3 separate regions of the Pan troglodytes genome follow, and all the other regions are linked to region 3. A link is a contact called in public HiChIP or PLAC-seq data. All regions are on one chromosome and are shown on one strand. Each heading gives the region's core, a stretch centred on a gene start, on an enhancer-like site or on the middle of the called end of the contact. The rest is flanking DNA. Distances are from core to core; before and after follow the strand shown.

Region 1 (3,682 bases), core at 1,143-3,642, 270 kb before region 3:
CGAGGTGGACACGGGCAGGTCCCCGCAGCCCTCTCTGCAGTTATTTGCTCTTAAGGAATCTACCAACGTCCATGATTAAATATTTGTCAATCACTGTTCCATGCTGGCTCCCTGGCCAGCCTGTAAATTCTGTGAGGGCAAAGACCACAGCGGCCTGTCACCACAGAGTTCCTGTCACTACAGGAAGGCCCTCCCCAGGCCCAGTGACAGTCGGAGGAGGTCAGGGTCCTCCGTGTCCAAGGCCACGGGGCGAGGAAGTGGCTCCACCACACCAGGATCCAGTCCTGTGCGGGCTCTAGGAGCAGCTAAATGTGCAGCCGAGTCAAGGCAGTGTCGGCCCCCCACAGCCACCACTCCAGGCTTCCCAGGGGCTTCCCAGGCCTGTCCCAGGGCTCAAGGGGCTGCAAGGGGCTGCCCTGCAACTCACCCAGGCGGGCGGGCTGTCAGGCAACCAGCCTCTCCTGCCACGGCCAGTGGGGACAGAAAGCTGGAAGAGGCAAGAGCGAGACCCCTGGGAGACAGAGGAGCAAGGCAAGGCTCAGTCTCAGCTCCCCAACCTTCGCCCCACACCCGAGATTTCACTTTATTTGTTCCTCCTGCTGGGGAGGGGAAGCCCTGTGGCTTCAGTAGAGAGGAAACCACACCTCTCTCTCTCCACTCCTGGGCCTGGCCCCGCTCTCCCGCCATGCCCCAACTCTAACACTCGCTCCTCCTCTGTGACCCAGAGACAGGCGGCTTCTCCTGACTCCCTCCAGCCCCTTCCTGGGTCTCTACTCCCGGGGAACTGCACTGCTTCTGGGGGGCTTGGACTTCTCTTACGGATCAAAGCGTAGCAACAGCCGGGTGGCTACGCACACAGCACAGTAAATCCTCAATGCCTGCAGCCTCTTCCCCTGGGCACAGGGTGGGGAGTCCAGACCCCTCCACCTCCTGCGGCTGCTCCCCTTAAGCTGGCCAAGCGGCTCCCGACAAAGCCGGCTCTGCCACTTTCCCGCTGAGCCACCACGCGCCTCAGTTTCCCCATCTATAAAGCACGGGTGGCTCGACTAAATCACCACTTTGCACGTCAGCCTGGCGAAGGGCAACACGGGTTAAAAATGCAGACCACCGCCGGGCACGGTGGCTCACACCTGTAATCCCAGCGCTTTAGGAGGCTGAGCCAGAAGAATCGCTTGAGCCCAGGAGTTCAAGACCAGCCTGGGCAACACAGGGAGACCCCATTCCTAAAAATAATATTAGAAATGCAGACTGCTGAGCGCATTCCACACCTACTGACTCCGAAACCCTGGAAAAGGGGCCTGGAAATAGCACCTTCAACGAGCGCTGCTCCCACCTCCCCCAAGGTGACATCAGGTCCGCGTGGGAAACACTGCCCTAAACGAGCAGGAAGTAGCACTCGGCACGCCCAGGCCCAGGGTCCTCTTCGGTGAGGGGCGGCTGTAAACACCTGGAGGAAGGGTGGGCTGCGCAGCCAAGCCCCGGGAGGGGAGGAACGCAGGCTCCGCTCACAAAGCCCCGCCGGCGGGCCGCGGTCGGACTCCGGGACAGTGCCTGGAGCGTTCCGGGCCTGGGCCTGCCTCCAAGGCGGCGGCCAGGGCTCCACGAGGCGAGCCTGCAGCGAGGCGACGGCGCCCCCAACCACGCGCTCGGCGGGGGTCCCCTGGCGTTATTCTCGGGGTCCGAGCCCCGCCAGGCCCAGCCCCTGCCCCGCGCCGCGCCACCGGGCAATACCCTCTCTCTGCTCGCCGGGCCTCAGTTTCTCCGTTTGCAAAACCAGGCTCACCGGGCTTAGGGATCCCACCTGGGATCCTCGCGGCCTCTCGGGTCGGGAACGCCGCGGATGTGGGGTCACCCGGCCGCGATCCCGCTGCGCCGCTCCGGCCAGGCCCTGCCTCCCGCCCGGGCCTCAGTCTCCCGCATGTACAGGACGGGGTTCGCGCGCGCACCGCCCGGGCTCCCCGCGGATTCAGCCTGGGCCGGCGCTGCCCCGAGCCTCAGTTTTCCCGTCGTGGTCAGCTCGCGCAAGAGGCGGGAGCAAGCGACCCCCACCCCGGCCCCGGCCTTGCCTCAGGCCTGCGGCACAGACCCTGCCGCCCGCCGCCCCGGCCCGGGCCTCACCGGCAGGCGCGGGACGATCTCCACGGAGCAGCAGTGGCAGAAGTACCGTCCGGGATGCGGCGACGCCTCGGCCATGGCCGCCGCCACCTACTCCGCGCCGCCCGCCCCCCGCGCGGCACCCGCCGCCGGCCGTTTGCTGCTCCCTCGCCGGCCGACGCGCTCACGCACGGCACGCACGGCACGCGGGGCGGAGCGGGGGCGCGGGAGCGGCGAAAGCTGCGCACTCGGCGGGCAGCGGCCCGGGCGACGGTGGCCGCTGAGAGACAAACTAGGCCCGGCCGTTGGGCGGGGCTCCGAGCGGGGGCGGGGCTTCCAGCGGGGGCGGGGCCAAAGCAGGCGGCGGAAGAGACGAGAAGCCGGGCGTGCGCGGGGCGGGGCCGAGGCCCTCGTGTCCCTCAGTGCTTCCCTACCTCATCGCCGTCTCCCCTCACGGTACTTCAGCCCACTGTCCCCACAGTTCCTGGGGCTCGCCAGGCGCCCTCTCCCCCGCCCCCTGCCCGGTGCAGCGCTCTCCCGACGCCCGCGTGGCTTTCTTCCAGGTCTTTGCTCAAATGTCAGCTTACAAGGTCTTCTCTGCTGCCCTCCTGCTCCGTGGCACTGATTTCCTCCCGATGCACTGTCAGGTCAGCTGCGCAGCAAAGGGATTTTTGGACCCGCAGCAGCGCCTGACACACAGCAGGCATTCCCTCAGCGCTGCGGAATACAGGCAGACCCGGGGCTCAGGGTGCTGTCTGGGCCTCACCGGGACCCGTGGGGTCAGACAGAGGCTGAGGTCTGTGGGTTGTGGCCTTGTTTCCAAGATGCTCCGCGGGCTGACGGCCCAGGCGCCTCTCGGGTGCGGAGAGGGCAGGAAACCTAACCCCTGCTTCCAAATTTAATCAGTAGAAACGGTATCATCACCCAGCGCAGGCCAGGATCATTTCTGAGGTTAGTTCTGGCCCAATCATGCATGCATTTCTTTTTTCTTTTTTTTTTTGAGACGGAGTCTCACTCTGTCACCCAGGCTGGGGTGCAATGGCCCGATCTCGGCTCACTGCAACCTCCGCCTGCCGAGGGTTCAAGCGATTCTCCCGCCTCAGCCTCTCGAGTAGCTAGGACTAGAGGCACCCGCCACCACACCGGCTAATTTTTGTATTTTTAGTAGAAACGGGGTTTCACTATATTTGGCCAGGCTGGTCTTGAACTCCTGACCTCGTGATCCGCCCGCCTCGGCCTCCCAAAGTGCTGGGATTACAGGCATGAGCCACCGCACCCGGCCTCATGCATGTATTTCTTTCTTCACTCAACACTCATTGAGCACCTACTGCATACCAGACCCTATGCTGAATGCACGCAGATACCCCCAGCCCCATGAGATTGGACTGGATCGTGGGACTCAAGGGTGACTTTGGCTCTGCCTGGGGAAAGAGAGAGAGGGCTTCCGAGGGGTAAGGACATTGGAACCAGGGCTGAGGGATGAATAGGATTTGGTTGGAGTTGGACTTCCTGCAAAATGAGGCATTGGAGCCAGACTGTTGAGGAATTAAGAGTTGGAGCCTGTGCATTTAGATTTTTTGTTTGTTTG
Region 2 (3,766 bases), core at 753-3,252, 320 kb after region 3:
GTCTATTAGGCCTCCCAGTTTCCTGGAGTGGCAGCTGGATATGCGGTCCTGAGAGCCAGGAGGTGCATAGGTCACGACTCGAAAAGTGAACAGGCCTCCTCGTCTGCATTCCCCGAGCCAGGGCCAGGATGACCAGCTCCAAGTGACCGTCACAGCGCTGGCCCGGGGGGAGGAGCCAGGCCCACGCCTTCATCCTGAGTCGGACCAGCAGGGCCTTCTTCAGGTGCTTGGGTTCCAGGGGACAGTGGCGCCCGCCATTGCACTGGCCTGAACACGGGCAGGGGGCGAGGGTGCAGCCTCCGGATGTAGGGAGCCACGGATGGTGTCGGATTCGCCCACAGCAGGAGGCATTGGATCTCCCTGGCTGCACCCTTGTAAAGCCACAGCCCCAGGCCCTCCCCTGCTCCCTGCACCCCTGGGGTCCAGCCCACCGCGCCAGGCTCAAGGCCCTTTCCAGGGAGCCCGAGCCCCAACCCCCGCCATCCCCGATTCCGCATTTTCCCGGAGCCTAAGGAGCGGGGCTGGGGGCCCGGCCGGGTGCCGCAGACCTGCGTGAGCGCGGGGGCGGGGCGGTGACGTCATAGCCGCGAGCGAGGCTGCGCGGGCCGCTGGCTGACGGCAACGGAGCCCCCAGCCGCCCGCGCACGCGCTCCTGCGTCAGAGGCGCACGGGGGCGACGGCCAGGCAGGAGGTGGGGGGCGGCGAGCGCATCTCCGGGCGCGGAGCGCTCTCTGCCGGCGTCGAGGAGCAGCGCGCCGGGGTCCGGGATCCCCAGCGAGCCCTCCCGCGCGCCCGCGCTGTGCCCCTCGCCGTGGTCGCCGTCTCCTAGAACAGCTGCACCTGCAGCCTTCCACCCTGTCCCGTCCTGCACACTTTCTCGGCTTTTACTGTTATTTATTTTTGGCTTTTGCCACCACCTACCACTACGACGTGTTTATTTTTAAATTTTATTTATTTTTTTGTTTGAGACAGAGTCTTGCTCAGTCGCCCAGGCTGGAGTGCAGTGGCGCGATCTCGGCTCACTGCAACCTCCGCCCCCCCCCCCGCCCCCCCCCGGGTTCGAGCTATTCTCCTGCCTCAGCCTCCCGAGTAGCTGGGATTACAGGCGCCCACCACCATGCTCGGCTAATTTTTGTATATTTAGTAGAGACAAGGTTTCGCCATGTTGACCAGGCTGGTTTCAAACTCCTGACCTCAGGTGATCCGCCTGCCTCGCCCTGCAGATAGGATAAAGTGCTGGAATTACAGGCGTGAGCCACCGCGCCCGGCCTGACCTGCTTATTAATGATCTCAAATGTCTGCTAAACAACCCCCGGCCCCAGAGTGGGATTCTCACTCTGTTGCCCAGGCTAGGGTGCAGTGGTGCAATCATAGCTCACTGCAGCCTCAACCTCCTTAGGCCCAAGCGATGCTCCCGCCTCAGCCTCCCCAGTAGCTGGGACCACAGGCGTGCATCACCACGCCCGGCTAATTTTGATTATTTGTAGAGACGGGGTCTCCCTCTGTTGCCCAGGCTGGTCTCCATCTCCTGGGGTCAAGTGATTCTCCTGCCTTGGCCTCTCAAGGTGCTGGGATTACAGGTTGGAGCCACCACACCTGGCCCAGAGCAGGAAACTTGATGTTTTCTTGATGTCTATCCAGGGCCCTGCATCCAATGAGCGCCCCAAAAATCTTTTTTTTTTTTTTTTTTTGTACAGACGGGTCGAGGGTGGGGGCGATCTACACTGTTGCCCAGGCTGGTTTCCAGCTCCTGGCCTCAAGTGATCCTCTGGCCTCAGCTTCCTAAAGCGCTGGTATTACAGTCGTGAGCCACCACGCAGCCGAATCTTGAATTTCACTGAAGTTCGTTTTACTCCACCTCCCAGGACCGTTTCACCGCCCTTATCTGACCACCCCCTGGTTCTGCCGCAGCCCGGGCCGGAACAAAACTGCAACCCCCAGAATACCTCACGACGGGGCGCTGCGTCGTCAACGTGGCGTGCGCCCTGCCGGGAGTCGTAGTTCGCGCTTGCGCTCTCGCCGGGACCCCTCCTCCCAGACGTCCCTGCGCGTCGTCCTCCTCGCCCTCCAGGCCGCCCGCGCCGCGCCGGAGTCCGCTGTCCGCCAGCTACTCGCTTCCTGCCGCTCGCCGCTGCCATGCTGCCCGCCGCGCTGCTCCGCCGCCCGGGACTTGGCCGCCTCGTCCGCCACGCCCGTGCCTATGCCGAGGCCGCCGCCGCCCCGGCTGCCGCCTCTGGCCCCAACCAGATGTCCTTCACCTTCGCCTCTCCCACGCAGGTTCGGGCGCTGCGGGTCGGGACCCTCCGTGGCCGCCGCCCCCGGAGTCCAGGGTCCCCACCCCCAGGGCGCGACCCCCGCTTCCGGGCCCCCGGACCCGCGCGCCCCGGAAGCCGAGGCTACTCAGCCCTGGACCCTCGGCCCTGCCTCTGCTGCCCGACCCCTGCGCTGCCCTCGTCCCGGGCACCTCCCCGAGATAAGCGTCTCCTGGGTGCCCTCCCCGATCTCCCTGGCCAAAGCCTGGGTGTCGCCGGATCGTTGCATTCCCATTTCGCGGATCAGTAGAATGAGGCGCAACTGTTGAGGACCAAAGCTGCAACTTCGGATCCCTGCGCTGGGTTGTCTCAGTGCCTCACATCAGCGCCAGGTCCTGCCCTGACCCATGTCTTAGCAGGACAGGCCGAGTCCCCGGTGGGCGCGGGGCCGGCCTGCCCCGCCATCATTCCCCACGCTGTTGTCTGCAGGTGTTCTTCAACGGTGCCAACGTCCGGCAGGTGGACGTGCCCACGCTGACCGGAGCCTTCGGCATCCTGGCGGCCCACGTGCCCACGCTGCAGGTCCTGCGGCCGGGGCTGGTCGTGGTGCATGCAGAGGACGGCACCACCTCCAAATACTTTGGTGAGTCCGGTGGAGGGCTGCAGGGCCAGGCCAGGCTGGGGCTCCACATCCCAGGTCAGTCTCCGTCTCAGTTGAGGCTGCGAGAAAAAATAGTTCTAGGCCGGGCACGGTGGCTCACGCCTGTAATCCCAGCACTTTGGGAGGCCGAGGCAGGTGGATCACCTGAGGTCAGGAGTTCGGAGACCAGCCTGGCCAACATGATGTAACCCCGTCTCTTCTAAAAATACAGAAAACTGGCCGGGCGCGGTGGCTCCCGCCTGTAATCCCAGCACTTTGGGAGGCCGAGGCGGGGGGATCACGAGGTCAGGAGATCGAGACCATCTTGGCTAACACGGTGAAACCCCGTCTCTACTAAAAATACAAAAAATTAGCCAGGCATGGTGGCGGGTGCCTGTAGTCCCAGCTAGTCAGGAGGCTGAGGAGTTTGTGCCACTGCACTCCAGCCTGGGCAACAAGAGTGAAACTCCATCTCAAATAAGAAAAATACAGTTTTAGCAGGTTTGTCCACTGAGGAGCCTGGGCTGGCCGGTGATGAAAGCGAACCAGAGGGGACTCTGCTCTCAGCCGGTTTATGACTGGCTCTGGACCAACCAATGTAGGATGGTCGAAGCAAGAAATGTAAAACCACCCAGGCCCAGTGGCTCATGCCTGTAATCTCAGCACTTTGGGAGACTGAAGTGGGAGAATCGCTTAAGCCTAGGAGTTTGAAACTAGCCTTGGCAGCAGAGTGAGACCCTGTCTCTACAAAAAATAAAAAGAAACTGACCAGGCGAGGCTGGGTGTGGTGGCTCACACCTGTAATCCTAGCACTTTGGAAGGCCGGGGTGGGAGGGTCTCTTGAGCCCAGGAGTTTGAGACCAGCCTGGGCAAC
Region 3 (3,696 bases), core at 828-3,327:
ACTGCTGCCTACCCCTGCGGGGCATGAGGGCATCTGGAATATGGTGGAGCCAGCTAGTCTGCGTAGACATTCCCGGCTCCCTCTCTGGGCTAAAAATAGGAGCCCCCTCACTGCAGGCAGCTGCCATCCTGCATCCCCTCACCCCCCTGGGCGGCCCCTTCGGGGGAAGCTGCAGCCAGCTACCCAGATCACAGCTTCCTCCTGGGAAATGGGTAGGGGCTCTACCCTTCCTGCCCTGGGGGTAATTATGCCCCCACCCTGTGCCCTTCCCTTTGAACAAAGGGCAGCCTAATCCAGAACAGGATGGTGAAAGGGTTGAATTAACATTGGCCCATTTTATAGAGGCATAAACTGAGGCACAGACAGGCCCATGCACCTGCCCTCCAGGTGCCTTTCGGGTCTGCTGGCCTCCAGGTGCTCCATCGTAGGTGGGAGGGACTTCCTGCACCTTCAGACCTGAGCTGGGTCCTGGCCCTAGAAGGGGGTACCCCCACACCCCTTTATCCCGCTGCAGGGAGCGTCTCTCCAAAGCACCCCCAACTTGGGGCAGGTGTCTCAGGCCTCTCCATCGGAGATAGGGGTGGCAGCTGGGTTTGGTGTTTAATATAGCCTTATGGTGGAGGCCTCTCAGACACCTGCCGCCATTAGGCTACACGTGGCCCTGGGGCTGGAAGGCTGGATTCAGGCCTTGGAGTCGGGGGCAGCTCTCCTGCCGGCAGTTTTTTGTTTTGTTTTGTTTTTGAGGTGGAGTCTCACTGTGTCACCCAGGCTGGAGTGCAGTGGCGCGATCTCGGCTCACTGCCACTTCCACCTCCCGGATTCAAGCGATTCTCCTACCTCAGCCTCCCAAGTAGCTGGGACTACAGGCGCGCGCCACCATGCCCGGCTATTTCTGTATTTTTGGTACAGATGGGGTTTCACCTTGTTGGCCAGGCTGGTCTCGAACTCCTGACCTCTGATGATCCGCCCACCTCCGCCTCCCAAAGTGTTAAGATGACAGGCGTGAGCCACGGCACCGGCCCCGGTTGCAGTTTTGTGGAGGGAGGAGGTGCAACTAGGTGGAAGGACAGAGAGAAAGTTGCAATGCCGTGTGCTAGTCTAGGGGAAGGGGAGGGAGACGACTACGACCCCGCCCCCAACACTCAGGACCGGGGACCCGAGCCCGCCAGAGACCCTCCACAAGTGAGGGTCCCCCCGGGTGGCCCCTGCCCGCCCTCCAGGCTCCCCCGGGGCTCACGTCCGGGCTGGAGCCTGGGCCTCTGCGCTTAGCCCCCTGGGGTCGCTTCCCGCGCACACAGCTCCCTGCAGAGCACGCGTCCCCCTCCCGACCGCCTTCCTTGCACCCCGCTCGGTGCCTCAGTTTCCTGCTCTGCGCAGTGGCGACAAGAAGGTTGCCAACTACAGAGAGGAGTGAGGGCTGGAGACGTGCAGGGACCTCCCTGGAGGGAGGCGCGGGGCACGTGGTTGGGCAAGCGACCGCTCAGACCGTGTAAGTCATCACCATCTTCACGGGGGGGTGGTGGGCAGCCGAGCTCCCGACGCTGGTGACAGCCGGGCCGGGCAGGGTCGTCCTGGTTTCACAAAGGGGCTCCAGGTCCCCGCGCGCACCTCCCCACGCCCGCGCCGAGTCCCCGTCTGCAGCCCGTCCCTCCCCAGAGGGAGGCCGGCGAGACCCTGGTTCCCTCCCTCCGACGCCGCCCGCCCAGCTCTGCACCGGGTCTTTCAAGCCCATTTCTCAGACTTGGAAACGGCGGCTCCGGAGAGTGAAGTCACTCTCTCAGGGTCTCTCCATCTAAGGGGCGAAGGTGAAACTCCGAGTCCACGAGGCCCAGCCTAGGTGCTCCGTAAGAAGGGAAGAGTCTTGGTCCCGGATCTGGCTCCGATGCCTCCGGCCAGCCCGCCCAGGCGGAGCCCCAGTCAGTCCCCTCTTCTTCCCCCGGGGCGCTCCCGCCCCAGCCCCTGCCCCCGGCACCCTCTGCGCTTGGGGCCGCGTCGCGCACTTTGCCCACCGTCCCTAGGCCGGGGGCGGGGCCTCCCGCGGCGCTGTTCCCCTTCCCGTTTATTATTTATTATCCTTTAAAGGGGCCGCGACCTGAAAATTTCCGTCCACTCTGCCCGGCTCCCCAGCGCCCCCGGGCTGGTTGCGCGTCGTCAGACCGCGGGAGGGGGGCGAGGGGGCGTGCGGGGAAAAGTGGGGAGCCCTGGCGAGGCCCTCCCGCGCCCGGGCCGCGGCGCTGAATCACCGGCCAGGTATTTGCATCCGAGAGCGACTCGTCCCCTGGTGATTTGTCTGGGGGTGGGGGAGGGGCGGGGCGGGGGCCGGCCGCGCGCGGGGCGCCTCTTACCAATCGGGCGGAGGGGTGTAGACGCGGACGCGGCTGGCGGCTCGGTGAGTCGGCGCGCGGCACAGCCCCGTGGGTCGGGGGCCGGGAGCCAGCGGCGCGCACCGGCGGCTGGAAGCCAGGCGGGCCCGGGCAGGCCGACCCCAGGCGCGGGGCGCGCGCCCCACTACGAGCCGCCCTGCGCGGTAAGGCTGGGGGGCGCGCTGGCCGTTCCCAGCGCGGGTTCCGGTGCCGGGGTGGGCGCAGTGCGTCCTGGAAGCCAAAGAAGGGGGTCCCCAAAGTTGGGCGGAGATGTTGGTGGGGGTCCCGGACTGGGAAGGCGGCCCTGGAGGGCTGGGGTTCGGGGAGTTTTCTCTGCACCCCGCTTGGAGACTTCACTCCCCACTGGATCAATCGCTCAGGGGCGAGCAGGGGCGATCGGGGGTCGCGAGTGCGCGCCCCCCCCCCCCAGCGGAAGGAAATGGTCTCTGCGCGCGCGCGGGGGGCTGCACCCCGATATTTTATTTCATTTTTATTCTTTCTCCCCGAAATCAGGGATTTATTCGGGAGCCCGGAGAGGAGGGAGGGTAGTTCCCGGCGAGCCTCCCCAGCCGGGCTGGTTTATTTATAAAGTGTCCGCCCCAGCGCAGAGAGGGGCCCCCGGGGGAGACACCGCGGCCCCCGCGCGCCGGGGTGGGTTGGGCCCGGGCGCCCGGTTCCTCGGCGGGGATACCCAGGAAGAGCCCCCTGACCCGTTTCAGGGCCCCCCAGACACAAAAGCGGGCGCAGGAAGCGCTGGGAGCGCGCGTTTGTCAACTCCAACGCTCGGCGCCGGCCCCGGGCGGCGGGTTCAATTATCTTCCGTTTTTAGGCGCTCGGGCTGGAGGGGTTCCCCCCCCATGCAAATCGGCCGCTTTCCAAGAAGCCTTTGAAATCCGGACCAGGGTTTCTGTCTTCTTATTTCTTCTCCTTCTTGAGTTTTTTTCTCACTTCCTCCAGGCACCCCCCAACCCAGGACTTTCTTAGCCCCCTCCCCAGCTTTCTGCCCCGCCCCTCCCCCTCCTCTTCCCTTCGTGGAGTGAGGGGCCCCTTTCGCCACCCGCGGGCCCGGGGCCTTGCACAACTCTTTAAATAACCATGTTTTGCAAGGCCCGGGCCGAGCGGGTGACCTCTCTCCGGAGGCCTGGGGGGAGGAGGGTGTGGCCCAGGATCCCTCCGCCCCCCACCCCTGCCTGGTCCAACGACCGACCACCCAGCGCCCCGTCCCAGCCTCTCCCTTGGGGCTGTCATAAAATGGGGGTGGGGGTCGAGGACAAAGGGCTCTTGGGGGGAGGGGTCTGAAGGGGGTGGGCGTAGCTAGTTTAGGGTTAATGGC

Evidence for each region. HiChIP or PLAC-seq counts read pairs in DNA pulled down with a chosen protein or histone mark.
Region 1: an H3K4me3 HiChIP or PLAC-seq map of stem cell-derived excitatory neurons shows a contact between it and region 3, with 6 times the contacts expected there. The contact joins the promoter of RNF126 here to the promoter of ARID3A in region 3. A contact is called at or near these places in 1 of 7 Hi-C or Micro-C datasets (stem cell-derived neural progenitor cells) and 1 of 1 datasets of contacts at active chromatin or transcription factors (stem cell-derived excitatory neurons).
Region 2: an H3K4me3 HiChIP or PLAC-seq map of stem cell-derived excitatory neurons shows a contact between it and region 3, with 6 times the contacts expected there. The contact joins the promoter of ATP5F1D here to the promoter of ARID3A in region 3. A contact is called at or near these places in 1 of 7 Hi-C or Micro-C datasets (stem cell-derived neural progenitor cells) and 1 of 1 datasets of contacts at active chromatin or transcription factors (stem cell-derived excitatory neurons).

What each region holds. Positions count from the first base shown.
Region 1 is chr20:2,941,429-2,945,110 of NHGRI_mPanTro3-v2.0_pri, forward strand. It overlaps RNF126 (ring finger protein 126), which reads right to left and starts at 2,393. Exons shown (of 9, transcript XM_016934488.4): 1 at 2,119-2,393. The coding sequence starts at 2,193.
Region 2 is chr20:3,534,500-3,538,265 of NHGRI_mPanTro3-v2.0_pri, forward strand. It overlaps ATP5F1D (ATP synthase F1 subunit delta), which reads left to right and starts at 2,003. Exons shown (of 5, transcript XM_009434265.4): 1 at 2,003-2,277; 2 at 2,742-2,895. The coding sequence starts at 2,137.
Region 3 is chr20:3,209,639-3,213,334 of NHGRI_mPanTro3-v2.0_pri, forward strand. ARID3A (AT-rich interaction domain 3A) reads left to right here and starts at 2,078. Exons shown (of 9, transcript XM_016934503.4): 1 at 2,078-2,250. It overlaps LOC107969633 (a long non-coding RNA gene), which reads right to left. Exons shown (of 2, transcript XR_001711569.4): 2 at 2,752-3,696.